Linked DNA regions of Mus musculus: all the other regions are linked to region 2. The links are chromatin contacts, called in public HiChIP or PLAC-seq and Micro-C maps. All regions are on one chromosome and are shown on one strand. The core of a region is the stretch at or near the end of the contact, and the rest is flanking DNA. Distances in the headings are between cores, read along the strand shown.

Region 1 (4,124 bases), core at 730-3,229, 210 kb before region 2:
GTAGGGATGGTGGCTCATCAGGTAAAGGTACCTGCTACCAGGCTTAATGACCAGAGTTCTGTCCCATGTGCTAGCGGGACAGAATCAACCCGGGCAAGTCGTCCTCTGATGTTCCTATGTATTCTCTATCTTTCTGTCTCACACACAAATCATTTATACGATTTTAACGCATCGTGCGAAATAAGTCTGCCCTCCTGGGTAGACTTCCAGTGGCCGCCCTCCAACCCCTTCCCCACCCCAGGCCAGGGGGCCATGTAACCATTAGCAGGTGACACAGTCCTTCATGATGAGGAGAGAAGCCTGCTTCACTGGGAACTGATTTAATCGTAGTGTTACCCAGAATGTTCCAAATACTTGTAGCTGATAAGCGTTCTGATACAAAGAAAACCCATGGATATTTTGTAATCCCACGTGACATTTTGTTGCAAAACCTCCCATGAGGTAATCCTTTCACCCATGCCCTGGACTGCTGGGATGGAAGCTTGGTCCCCCTCGCAGCAACGCAGGGAAGCAGCTTCAGGAGGCGGGGCCTAATGAGATGGCTTCAGGTGGTTGGGGTGTGGCTTAGGATGAGGGAGTGGCCATGGCCACTCCCCTCTGTTTTCTGTTTTACTCTGTAACGTAATCTTCTTTGGTTACTGGGGACCCGATAACTCTCAGTGGCCTTTTTTTTTTTGGTGTATTCTCAATAAATATTTGAGAAGCATCTCTATCACACACAGCTAGTAGTTTTTCCCTCTGCGCTGACAAGGAATGTTCTGTCTCATAGCTAGCCCTCCTCTGTAAACTCCCCTGATGATGGATATTCACTTATTTCAATTTGGGTTTCATAGAGAAGTCTGGGTGAATGCTGAGCGCAGGCCTTTGTACAGACATGTGCTTTATTGCTCTTGGGTAAGTACCCAGAATAGAACAACTGGGTCCGATGGGATGTGTTTGCTCTTTAAAGACATGGCAAGGACTGAGAAGGTGGCTCAGTGTGTAGCTGCTTGCTGTGCAAGCCTGAGGACTGGAAATCCATGCAGGTTAGTGATGCTATTGGGAGGCAGAGATGGGTCTCCTCGGGTTAGCTGAACAGTTAGACTACACAGGATCACTGTGCTCTGGGTTCAGTAAGTGACCTTGCCTCAATGAATAAAATAGAGTGACCAATGAAGAAATCTAACATCCACTTCAGGCTTCCATATGAATGCACATACACACACACCACACACTTGCAAATACCACACATATATATATGCCAATAAGGAAGAAATGGCTAAATTGTTTCCCACACATCTGTGCCATTTCCCCATCTGCTCCAGCAGTGTGCATAACTTCCTGTGTCTCCACTCGCTTGACAATACTTTTTAATCATAGACACTCTGGTGGGAGGCATTGTATCTGATTGGCTCTGTTCTGCAGTACCCAGAAGCCATGCTTCTACCTGCTACCTATCCAGCCTTGCTGAATTGCTTTGAGTGACAAATACCCTCCATAGGCTCAGATGCTTGAAAACTTGGTCTCCAGCAGGTGGCACTGTCTGGGGAGGTTCAGGAAATGCAGCCTTGCTGGAGGAAGTCCATCACTGGAGGCGGGCTTTGAGAAATTAAAGATGTAAATCACTTTCAGTTTGTTCTCTATACCCCATGATATGGCTTCAAGATGTGAGCTCTCAGCTCTCGGCTTCCTGCTGAGGCCTCCATGCCTGCTGCTCTTATTCCTCTGCAGTCATAAGCCCACGTAAACTCTTTCTTCTAGAAGGTGCTTTGCTCGTGGTGTTTTGTAACAGAAGAGTAGCTAATACGCTGGCCTCCAGAAACTTCATGCGAATCCCTGGCTGCACAGGGTTTCCAGCCGTGAGAGAAACAGTGGCTCCCTTCCCATTGTACCTGGATTTTAGTTGTAGCTTTCTTAGAGAGAGAACCTGTTTCCCTGGTGTTTATCTGATTGACACAGACACCTACGGTGAGTCAGCAGAGTCCACAAAAGGAGTGGCTGAGTATCTGCAGTGCAGATGCTCACATAATAACCATACGGACCCCAGGATGCAAACACTTCCTCCTGGCTATGTCTGCTCCTGGTCAAAGGCGCACATTCAGAGAAACGCAGTCCATGTCACTCCTGGCTGTACTTTATTACAAAGGCAGATAGTGATAGCCCTGTCCCCCAGCTCAGGACCAGCAGGAGGTTAACTCCTAAAGCTGGTCTGGCACAGAGGCACGGGAAAAGAGAGAGCAGAATGCATTATGGGTGCCTTGAGGGAAAGGCAGATTTCCCAGGAAGGATGCAGGACATCCCTGAGTGCAAGGTCAGGGGCCAGCATGAGAACACGGGGCAGAAGTGCTGAGGACCCTGTGGGGTTTCAGGAGACGATGGCTCTCAGCCTTCCTAATGCCGCAACCCTTTAATACAGTTCCTCCTGTTGTAGTGACCCCCCAACCGGCAAATTACTTTTGCTGCTACTTCATTTATAAGTGTAATTTTGCTACTGTTAAATGTGACATAGGCATGGCAACAGCCTGGAGGGAGGGATTGAGGCAGGGAATAAGTTCCTAGTTGCACAGACTAAGCCCTGGCAGTGTTCAGAGTACCCAGTGGCAGCAGGTTGCCACAGTGTAGAGAGCTATAGGCTGGAAGGGAGTGGGGAGAGCTGGTTAAGTTTCAAGAAAGGGATGACAGGCCTTGGTGAGTGATCCCATGAGCAGGCCCATGGATGACTGAGCACCCACCAGAGTGTGACAGGAAGAGCACAAGGTGTTTGTGCAGACAGGGCAGCAGGCCTGGGCTCGGGAAGCAAAGATTGGGAGGCTCGGCGTAGGGTCCGGACTCTTAGACTCTGCAGCTCAGTAATGCAGAGGGACCGTGGGAAATCCCAGGGCACTTGGTACCATGATGTCAGAAGTAATAATGAGACCGTCAGAGAGTGGCCAGCAAGCATCGCAGGTTTTGGGGATATCCCCTTGATATCCTATGAAGGCTTGCTTCCTGGGGTTCTGCAGGCTACAGACGCACAAGTTCCTTACAAAGGATACAGTGAGTGCTTGTATCAGATGCATAACATCTTAGATACTTAATATTAAACCATCAAAAGACCTCTCTTATCCTGCTGATGTGCAACACTATACCAATGCAGATTGTCTGACTGAGATGACCAATTGACTGGCTAGCACAGTATATAAGAGGGGAGACACAATTGACATATACATGTTATAATTTACCAAAAACAAGCAAAAAGAAAAAAAAACAGCTTTTTTTTTCTTTTAGAAGAGATTTTTAACTTGTTCTGGTTTGGTTAAATTTAGAGTGTGGCTTCGGGGAAGTTCATGGGATTGAGACCCCTGTGATAACGGAGCCCTCCTTCTGGAAGGTCTCCAAACAGAGTTGCTTCTGTTGAGCTGTCCCTCCTTGTTACAGAACATGGAACTGGCTGTGACTTGCCCCTGCTTCTGGTGATGCCGTGTTCCAGCCTGTAATCACATTCATTTTGCACCTGGCAATGGACACTCAAAGTCCTTGTCTCACAAGATCAAGCTCAGCCATCATGCACACAAAGCAGATGTAAAAGTCAGTGGCCTGGGTTGGGTTTTTTTGTTTTTGTTTTTCTGGCTTTATATGAATAGCAAATTACAGTTGTCAGAATATCCACAGGGGGGCTCTCCTGACTTCTAAATGCAGAGGGGCTCACAGTAATTGCGGGGCGGAGGGGAAGTGAACTGAACTTCCACAGTGTAAATAACATTTCAATAAATCTCAATAAGTCTTGAGGACTGGCAGAGTGCTGCATCTGCCGGGTTAGGGTTAGCACCGGCTCTGTGAGGCCATCTGCATCCGTGGGAGGGGGAGGGGGGTCTGCACAGAGTGCTGAATGCTGTTCTGCAAGTCTGTAGAAGAGAATGGGGCTGATTATATTTAAATCAATGAGTAGGGCCAGCATCTTGGTTTTTGAATAACTTATTTTATTCTGAAAATTAAAATATAATTACATAATTTATCCCTCCTTCAGCCATCCTCATTCTTCACTCTCAAATTCATAGCCCTTTTCTTGAAATATTACTGATGTGTGTGTGTGTGTGTGTGCATAAATATATAAATTCATCCAGCTGTGCTCATTCAATGTCAGTTGTGTGAATATGATTTTAGGA
Region 2 (3,760 bases), core at 413-2,912:
GAAAGGGCCAGATGTTCCATTGTTCACTGATTCATGGGCTGTAACCAATGAATTGGCTGGTGGGTCAGAGACTTGGAAAGAGTGTAATTAGAAAATTGATGAGAACGACATCTGGAGAAGAAGGATATGGCTAGATCTCTCCAAATGGCCAAAGGAAGTGATGATACTTGTGTCCCTGTAAGTGATCACTGAAAGGTGACTTCAGCAGAGGAGGAGCTCAGTAATCAAGTGGATAAGATGACCTGTGGGCAGTCAGCCTCTTTCCCCAGACATGCCTGTCATTGTCCAATGGGCCATGAACAAAGTAGTCAGGGTGGCAGAGATGGAGGTGTGTGGGGGCTCAACAACATGGAGTTTCACTCATCAAGACTTTCCTAGCTACAGCTGCTGCTGAGTGCCAGATCGGCCACTAGCAGAGGCCAAGACTGAACCCCAGATGTGACACCATTTCCTGGGGTTATATAGTACAGACACCAAGACCCCTCCCCCCGAAGGGGACGCTCAGTCTAAAACTTTGAGTACTATATTTCTTAACTTCCTTCTTTCCCCTCCTTCTTCTTTCTCCCCCTCTCCCTTTCTATCCAGTCCTTCAGCAAATCCTATCACACAGGGGAGCCTGGTCTCATGCATCTCTAGTGCCTGACTCCACTGTCACCCTGCGTCAAGTACCCATCACATCTTGCCCAAATCCTCCCCCTTCCTCCTCCTTGCACCATCTCTATCCCCAGCTCTCCAGTTGTCTCCCCACATGGCTGTCATAATGTCTCGTTCTCCCATAAGAGCCTAGCCATGACAAGATCTGTTTCAAAGATCCCTGTCTCCTATCAAACTCATAATCACCTTCCAGAGGTCTGCTAATCCCTCTCCAGCAAGTTCTAAGCCTCCTTCCCCTTTTTTCCTGGTCCACCTCTCTTCTGTTACAGACCCCTTGGCTGTGCTGGTGAGTCCAGGCACACATCTCAAATGTCCACTGTATTCTCCTGTCATGCCACCCTCCTCCTCATACAACCTCTCTCCCACTGTCCACGTAGCTCCTTGCTTCCTGAGCCACCACAGAGAGCCCAGAAGCCCATTGGCTCGCACAGAGTTCTATAACGTCAAAGCTCAGGCCTGCCGTGCCCAGGGTTTACCATTACACTGAACTGTGCCCTCTACCACTGGCCATTGACTATCATGTCCAGGAAAGACTATTCACATATGAGTGAGTGGTACCACTTGAGGATTCTTCCTCACTCTTTCCCAAAAGTAAAATGTTTGGTCACACTAGAACTGAAGTCACAGATGGTTATGAGCCACCATGGAGGTGCTGGTACCAAACCCAGGTCCTCTGCAAGAGAAGCAAGTGCTCTTCATCACTAGTCTGTCTCTCCAGCCCCCAAAGTCAACAAGTTTTGATGAATATTGGAGTGAACTGGGAAGAGTCCCAGTTGCCAGCACTGTCTGGGGAACTTTATCAGTGAGTACAGTCTGAGTCAAGTTCATCGTCTGAATGATGTGTCAGAGCACCTAACACAAGCTACTTGTTTTTCTCTTTGGCTCTCAGGACTTCTGAGAAATCCCCTTTGGATATTGTCACAGCTCTGTGGCTCAGAGGCAGCCCTCAAGTGCCTTTCTCCGGCAGGGCTCTGCTGTCAGGAATAATGAATGGGTGGTTGGGAGAGGAGCGAGTTTATTTGGCTAAGTGCTGGAGTCCCTAAGAGCAGATGACAAAGTGTTGCCCTCTGCCTGGGGGCAAGGTCTTTGGCTGAGGGCAGCCTTGGCTACGTTAATAAAGTGTATTCAGGAAGATGACTCTCCAGACAGGGACAGGAAGAGGTCATCTGAGAACTTTGGAGGTAGCAAAGCATGCCAAAAACTAGCTATTGAACGCACCCTGAAAAGCCCAAACGTATGTTTTTATAACCACCGAAAGGTGGAAGTACTGTTTCTAAGACACAAATCAATAATACATCATTTTCAGCCAACGATCCATAGCGTATGAATGTCAAAATCCAGAGGTGTGGGAGGCGTCAGAAGAAGTGGGAGTTTTCGTTCCCACAGAAGATTTCCATCCCCGGCTGGGGAAGCTGACACGCTCCATGTGCAGATCGCGCTGCCCACTTCTTAGTAACATGGGCAATGGAGAGTGAAATTGAGAAACCCTTCTGAGTGTCCATGGGTGACCCAGTGAGGGACTAGCCACCAAGCCCTTCTTAAAGCACAGAGTAGAATTTGTACCCCCTAACACAGATGACCTGTATACTTCCAGATGCTAAGAGTAAGTACGCATGAGCACAGAAGTGTAGGGGCAGGGTGGGGGGTGCTCTAGGCCGCAGAGTTCTAACTCGCCTGACTCCATCTGTCTTTATTCTATACAGATGACCTGACCAGAAAGCTTGGCTCTGGGTGTACGTGCTCATTCACACTTAAACAAAGCAACATTTCATGTATGTGTGTGTGTGTATACATATACATATACATATATATATATGATCACTAGCATTAAGAGGGAACATTTTATACATATATGTTGTATTCTTATAAATGTATATAGGCACACATCTCTACATTTAGTATATACATGTTTATGTATGTATATGTGTACACACATACAGATATATGGGGAAATGAATTTATTTGTAGTTTTAGAACTGGGAAAAGAAGAATTATTCACCTCTCCATCGTGACTACGATGACGTCATAACTCATAGAGGAAGCAGAGAAAAGCCAGTAAACACACAGATGCAGTGTCAACAGCCATGGGACATCCCAGGGTGGTCTTTGTGCTTCTTCCAAGTGTTGGGGCTCCTGGCCTCAGAGTCATTTCCTCCTACAGACTAGGACCCTAGTCCCTAGAGCCCCTTGCTTGTTCTGTGGGTCTGAGAAATTTGGGAAGCTGTACCATCTGGTTATCCAGCTACCATTGAATTAACATGTGGGCTCCACACAAGAGCACCTGATGCACATCAGTGGAAAAAGGAGACACCGCCTGGGCCCAGAAGACACACCGGTAAGCAGACCACATGCAGGAGCCAAGGTGGGGGAGACCTACCTGCCCTCTGCATCCATTTATATAAGACAAGAAGCATTCTGGGATTTCTTCAGCTGAGTCTCTACTTTACCCAGGCATTCTTGACACTTTCCCCTAGTCTCTGGATGAACCTTTTTCTTCAGAGTCATGGCCAATTAAGTCGTTCTATGCAATGGTCTCATATAGTGGGGGATGGGTGTGCCCCTTGGTCATTCTCATCCCAGTGTAAAGAAAGGGCCTCTTTCTTCCAAAAACTGAACAACAAAAGGCACTTAGAAAAAAGTGGCCCTTTAAGTTTGGGTCACATGTATGACCCTAGCATCAGGGACAATGACAGAACTACCCATTTAAGGACAGTCTGGGCTATATAGCAAGACTATTATCTCAAACACACACACACACACACACACACACACACACACAAAACTAACCACCAAGAACAAAAGGAGTGGTCATTCAGTTATGTTTTCCTGGAGTCCAGTGTGGATGTGACAGCCAGCACCTCAGGCCAAATGCTGCAGGACTGGGACAGACCTTAACAACAAGGGTGGAACTGATTTGCCTATGAAGCAGGCTCCATTCTGTCAGGAGACCACAGTTACAAGTCTTCTGCTGCAATCCCAGTCCCAGAGAAAGCATATTACTGCACATACAATGAATGGGAGTGGGGGTGGCGGGGAGTTGAAAACAAGTTAGGGATCATCTCGAAAGTTCCAAGTTAATTCTTTCCTGGAGTCTGATTTCTGTGGA
Region 3 (4,075 bases), core at 859-3,358, 150 kb after region 2:
TGGTTTGTGAAGGTATGGGGCACGGATATGGGTCTGCGTGTGTGACAGCTGTTACGTGTAGAGTGGCATTTGAGGTAGGGAGGTGCTCAGAATGGACCCTTCTCCTCCTACGCTGCCCAGAGCAGCTTTCCTATAAATGTGCACAGCCGTACAAGCACCCCAGTTCTTGAAAGTTGACGTGTGGTAGATGGCGTCGGGAACTCAAGCCTTTAGCCCCACCATATCTTACATGGTGTATGGTGATCAACTCTGCCCTTGCTGGTGGTCATTCTGTGGCTGTCTCACTGTGTCACAGAGATACCTGAGGTGTGTCACACCTGCTCCATTGGGCTGGAATCTACCTGGGTTTGGCTGCTGCTCTATAATAACCAGTGGCTGGAGCAGAATAACCAGTGGCTGGAGCAGAGGTAGCCCAGAGATGGTTGCTGTGTCCTTCCAGCAGCGCAGGCCTGGGAGGCCTGCAGTGACGGATCTGCTGCCTAACTGTCTATCTCTACCCCCACCTCTGCAAAGACTTACAACAGAGTCGACTCTCAGAATCTTCTCACACTTGCCCTTTCTGTCTCCTAGGGCATCCCTCTTCTCGAGGATGGAAGGTGGAGTCTTGGAGTTTTTCCTCTGACATCAAGAGGCCAACATCCCCCAGCAGGTAAGCAGGCCCTTAATAAGGTTGATCCCTTTAACCTCTACCCAGTAGGGCAGCATTTGGTGCCTGAGATGCACAGGCCAGTGAATGCATATCAGGGTTAGAGAGGAGGAAGGCTTCCAGCACACAGAGATTCACAGAAGCAAGGGGAAATAACTTTCAGAAGTTTCCGGTGATGTGTCCTTTCACAGGTATCACCAGCACCTCCCTTATTACCCACCCCCCCTTCATCTTCTCCAGTTCAGTGAGCCCTGCCGGCAAAGGTCAGTTGCCTGAGGCTGGCACCTGTGTGTTTCCGGGATGGCCACGTTCCTGTTTATTTTCTGAGAATTCCCATTCATGTCCTATGGACAAACCAGCCCAGCAGCTTGCTGTCTCTGGTGACAGCATGGGGCAGGGCCAGTGGCCTGTCCTGCCTTTGCACAAAGGAGCTGTTATTTTAACATGAGTTTCTCAAGTCCAGTGATGAGCAGTTGGTTCCATTGGCCCTGAGGTTCGAGATCACACACACGCACACACCCTTTCCAGGAGTGTCGGGAGGAAGGGCTGAAGAGGATTAGTGGGTACATGGTGTTGTGTTCTTGGATTTGTTTCTGATCTTTCCCATCTGACTGCTGGTAGGACTGTCACTGTCCCCAGTAAAGTCAGTGGAGGAGGAATTTACACATGACATGGCGGCACCTTGTGTCTTTCTGGCTACTACCTCTGAGTGCAGAGTGCCTGCTCTGGAGGCTGCAAAAGCAATTTGAGGACCAGCTGCTGGGTCATGTCATCTTCCATTCTGGAACATATATGCACTTTCATAAAGCCCACTGCTGGCTACAAGAGTTGTTCAGGCATTTTCTTTAAATCCACGGTGCCCTCTGTGAAGCCAAGAAAGCTCCTTGGTATTTGTTTCTACGTCTCTGCTGATCTTTTTTGTCTTGTCTGTGTTCGAGTCCACATGTGCACTAGGGTAGGGAGAGTGCCTGGGTGTCCTGGGATACCACAAAGTATGCAGGAGCTGTCAGCCCTGGCTGGGGTCAGTGTTCAGGCTCCTGAGGTCTGGGGGTTTAATGCCCAGGAAGTGGCCAGCAGCAGGCCTTTTCCTTATAAGTGCAGTTCCTTGCCCTGTGGATGGTGATGTGTTTGGGTTGTGGAAACAAGCTGAGAGCCATCCACATTCCACACATTCTTTTGGCCTGGCATTGGGGGCTTGGGGGGGGAAGGGCTCTGAATTTACTATGGGTGGCTGTGGCTTGATTCTCTCTGGGTGAACACAGTGGTTTCCAGAGGGTTGTGCAACAGGAAATGGGGCAGGGGGCTGCTTCTGCTCTCCCTCTTCAGCCTTACTGCTCTTGGTTATTCGGGTCGAGGCTGGTTGAGCAGGCCCTATTCTGATCTGTGTTGGAGGAGACTAAAGGGTGCGACTGCTCTTTGGCCCCAGCACTTTCCTGGGTGGTATTTGTGTGGTTTGCTTTTTCTGGCGCTCTGCCAGATGCACAGGGCCAGCGAGATGTTAGGGAAGAGGAAATAGGAGGTGCCCTGGGGTGACTCTGTCATCTCAGGCGAGCCAGTGGGCCTTGGTGTCTCCTACCTGAGAACCCAGTGTGCTGAGGTAGGCAAAGGGTGCTTACCCCGAGATGATATATCTTTGGGTGCAGTTCAGGGACTCCCCGTCAGTCATCACAGCACTCAGAAAGCCCAACACTTGGTGGCTGTGATACATAGTGGTCAGTTCCTGTGATTTTTGTCCCAGGAAAACAACTGTCCCATGTTCTCAGTGTTTATATTCATAGCCTGATTGGCTCAGAGGTCATTGTGATAGAGAGCTGCCCAGCGTTTCGATGCCCAAAGTGCTGCGCTGCCATTTCTGTTGTTTACTTAGAACACCTGCTATATAAGGTGCAAAAGCTTAGCCTGCTCCTGACCCCAGTTGGTTCCAGTTGAAAATCTTTTGCCCTATGACCATGCATATTGCTGCTCAAAGTGATGGGGGCAGTGTTCAAGTCATCTTTGAGGCCAGTGTGACCAGCCCGTGTACCTGTGATAGATAGATAGGGGTCTTGCTTGATAGGTTCGTTAAAAGGCGGGAAAAGTCTTAAGCACCACAGGTAACATTGTAGAAATTGTAGAAACACTGCAAACAGGAGCAGGGAGAGTCAGCAGTTGAAGGAAGGGTTTTATGAGGTTAGAAACACAGGCATGCAGCAGGCACACAGAGAAAAGGCCCTCTGTCTGTAAAGCCGCATGTCTTTATGCCTGCAAAGGGATATCAGTCTCTTTAGGGCTGTGTGTGTGTGTGTGTGTGTGTGTGTGTGTGTGTGTGTGTGTGTGTGTGTCTGTCTGTCTGTCTGTCTGTCTGAAGTTTTCTCTCCCCTAATTTAGGGTTAGTTAGTTTGAAGACAGGTATGATGAATGTTGGTGGGCCCACAACTGTTATGTGACCTGTCCTGACCTAGCCTTGAATTTGCTGAGGTGGACCTTCAGCAGGGAAGGGAGACCAAAGCCTCCAGGACTTTTATTTTAGGCTACCAGGCTTTTGTCTCAAGTCTGGAGTGGGGAGGTGAGGAACCCTCCTCTTGAAATTCGACACCTTTATTACCTAGCCATGCGCTCCCCCTCCCTCTAGTCTGTCTACCAGGGAGTCTGTCTAACTCGTGCTCTCTAACCTGAGACAGTTCAGAGCTCAGCCCAGCAGGTAAGAACAAGCAGGGAGCCTGAGGTCATGGAGAGCCTGAGCTCTCTGTCTGTCCGGTGTGTCCTGTCCTCTCCCACTACGTCATCCCCCTCTACGGTCCACACCAGCTCCACACCAGCGTGTGGCTCAGAGTCCCCTGCAGCTTTGATGATCACCTGCTCCTTTTGAATTTTCTTAGGCCCCAGGGCTCTCTGTGTTCCCTGCCCATTTTACAGATGAGAAAATAGGCCTCTGAGAGGGCCTCATTCCGGCTTAGCTCAGGGGGTTAGTGTGAAATAGAAAAGCCCAGGCCTAGAATTCCACCGGGTTTGTGTGCCCTCCAGGGTACCTTAACTCACTTCTTAGTCTGTACCTGGGAGGCCACAGGAGTCATTGGGCATGTGCCACATCCCTGATCCCATCACGGACCTGTTTGGAGAACCACAAGGAGCCACAGAGTAGAAATTAACAGGTGAAGTTAATATTGGGATGGTAAATGTCTTTAAATGTCAAATATACAATTAAGAAATTAAATGGTCTAAAAGGAGGGTTCTATCAATGTATGGTGGCTTGCCTATCGACTTTTTCTTTAGAAAACCAGTTTATGCATCGTGGAGAGTCACTAACAAATTTTGAGCTTGTGTTATGTACCTTGTATCTTGAATGCCCCTTAGAGCCCCATGTGTTGAAGGCTTGACTATCAGCCTGGGGTACCACTGAGGGGTGATAGGACCCTTAGGAGGTGTGGCATTATGGGACAAAGTCATGGG

What was found. Hi-C and Micro-C count contacts between places; a contact is called where the count stands out from the background. HiChIP or PLAC-seq counts read pairs in DNA pulled down with a chosen protein or histone mark.
Region 1: a Micro-C map of trophoblast stem cells shows a contact between it and region 2, with 6 times the contacts expected there. The contact joins two enhancer-like sites. A contact is called at or near these places in 1 of 15 datasets of contacts at CTCF or cohesin (embryonic stem cells), 30 of 484 Hi-C or Micro-C datasets (the AML12 cell line, the Patski cell line, cortical neurons and 7 more) and 4 of 115 datasets of contacts at active chromatin or transcription factors (astrocytes, embryonic stem cells and pancreatic cancer cells).
Region 3: a FOXA1 HiChIP or PLAC-seq map of pancreatic cancer cells shows a contact between it and region 2. The contact joins two enhancer-like sites. A contact is called at or near these places in 3 of 115 datasets of contacts at active chromatin or transcription factors (epiblast stem cells, extraembryonic endoderm stem cells and pancreatic cancer cells) and 1 of 9 other capture datasets (embryonic stem cells).

Annotation. Positions count from the first base shown.
Region 1 is chr1:88,748,817-88,752,940 of GRCm38.p6, forward strand. No RefSeq gene overlaps it. Among named protein-coding and RNA genes, the nearest start is that of Platr5, 4.0 kb to the right of the region's middle. Within about 2 kb of position 1,980, at least 24 of the 459 cell types and tissues checked have an H3K27ac peak or open chromatin away from gene starts, as enhancers often do. A contact at or near this core is called in trophoblast stem cells, where this site is marked.
Region 2 is chr1:88,958,264-88,962,023 of GRCm38.p6, forward strand. No RefSeq gene overlaps it. Among named protein-coding and RNA genes, the nearest start is that of 1700067G17Rik, 56 kb to the right of the region's middle. Within about 2 kb of position 1,663, at least 14 of the 459 cell types and tissues checked have an H3K27ac peak or open chromatin away from gene starts, as enhancers often do. A contact at or near this core is called in pancreatic cancer cells and trophoblast stem cells, where this site is marked.
Region 3 is chr1:89,106,688-89,110,762 of GRCm38.p6, forward strand. It overlaps Sh3bp4 (SH3-domain binding protein 4), which reads left to right. Exons shown (of 6, transcript NM_133816.3): 2 at 571-649. Among named protein-coding and RNA genes, the nearest start is that of Gm34331, 5.2 kb to the left of the region's middle. Within about 2 kb of position 2,109, at least 148 of the 459 cell types and tissues checked have an H3K27ac peak or open chromatin away from gene starts, as enhancers often do. A contact at or near this core is called in pancreatic cancer cells, where this site is marked.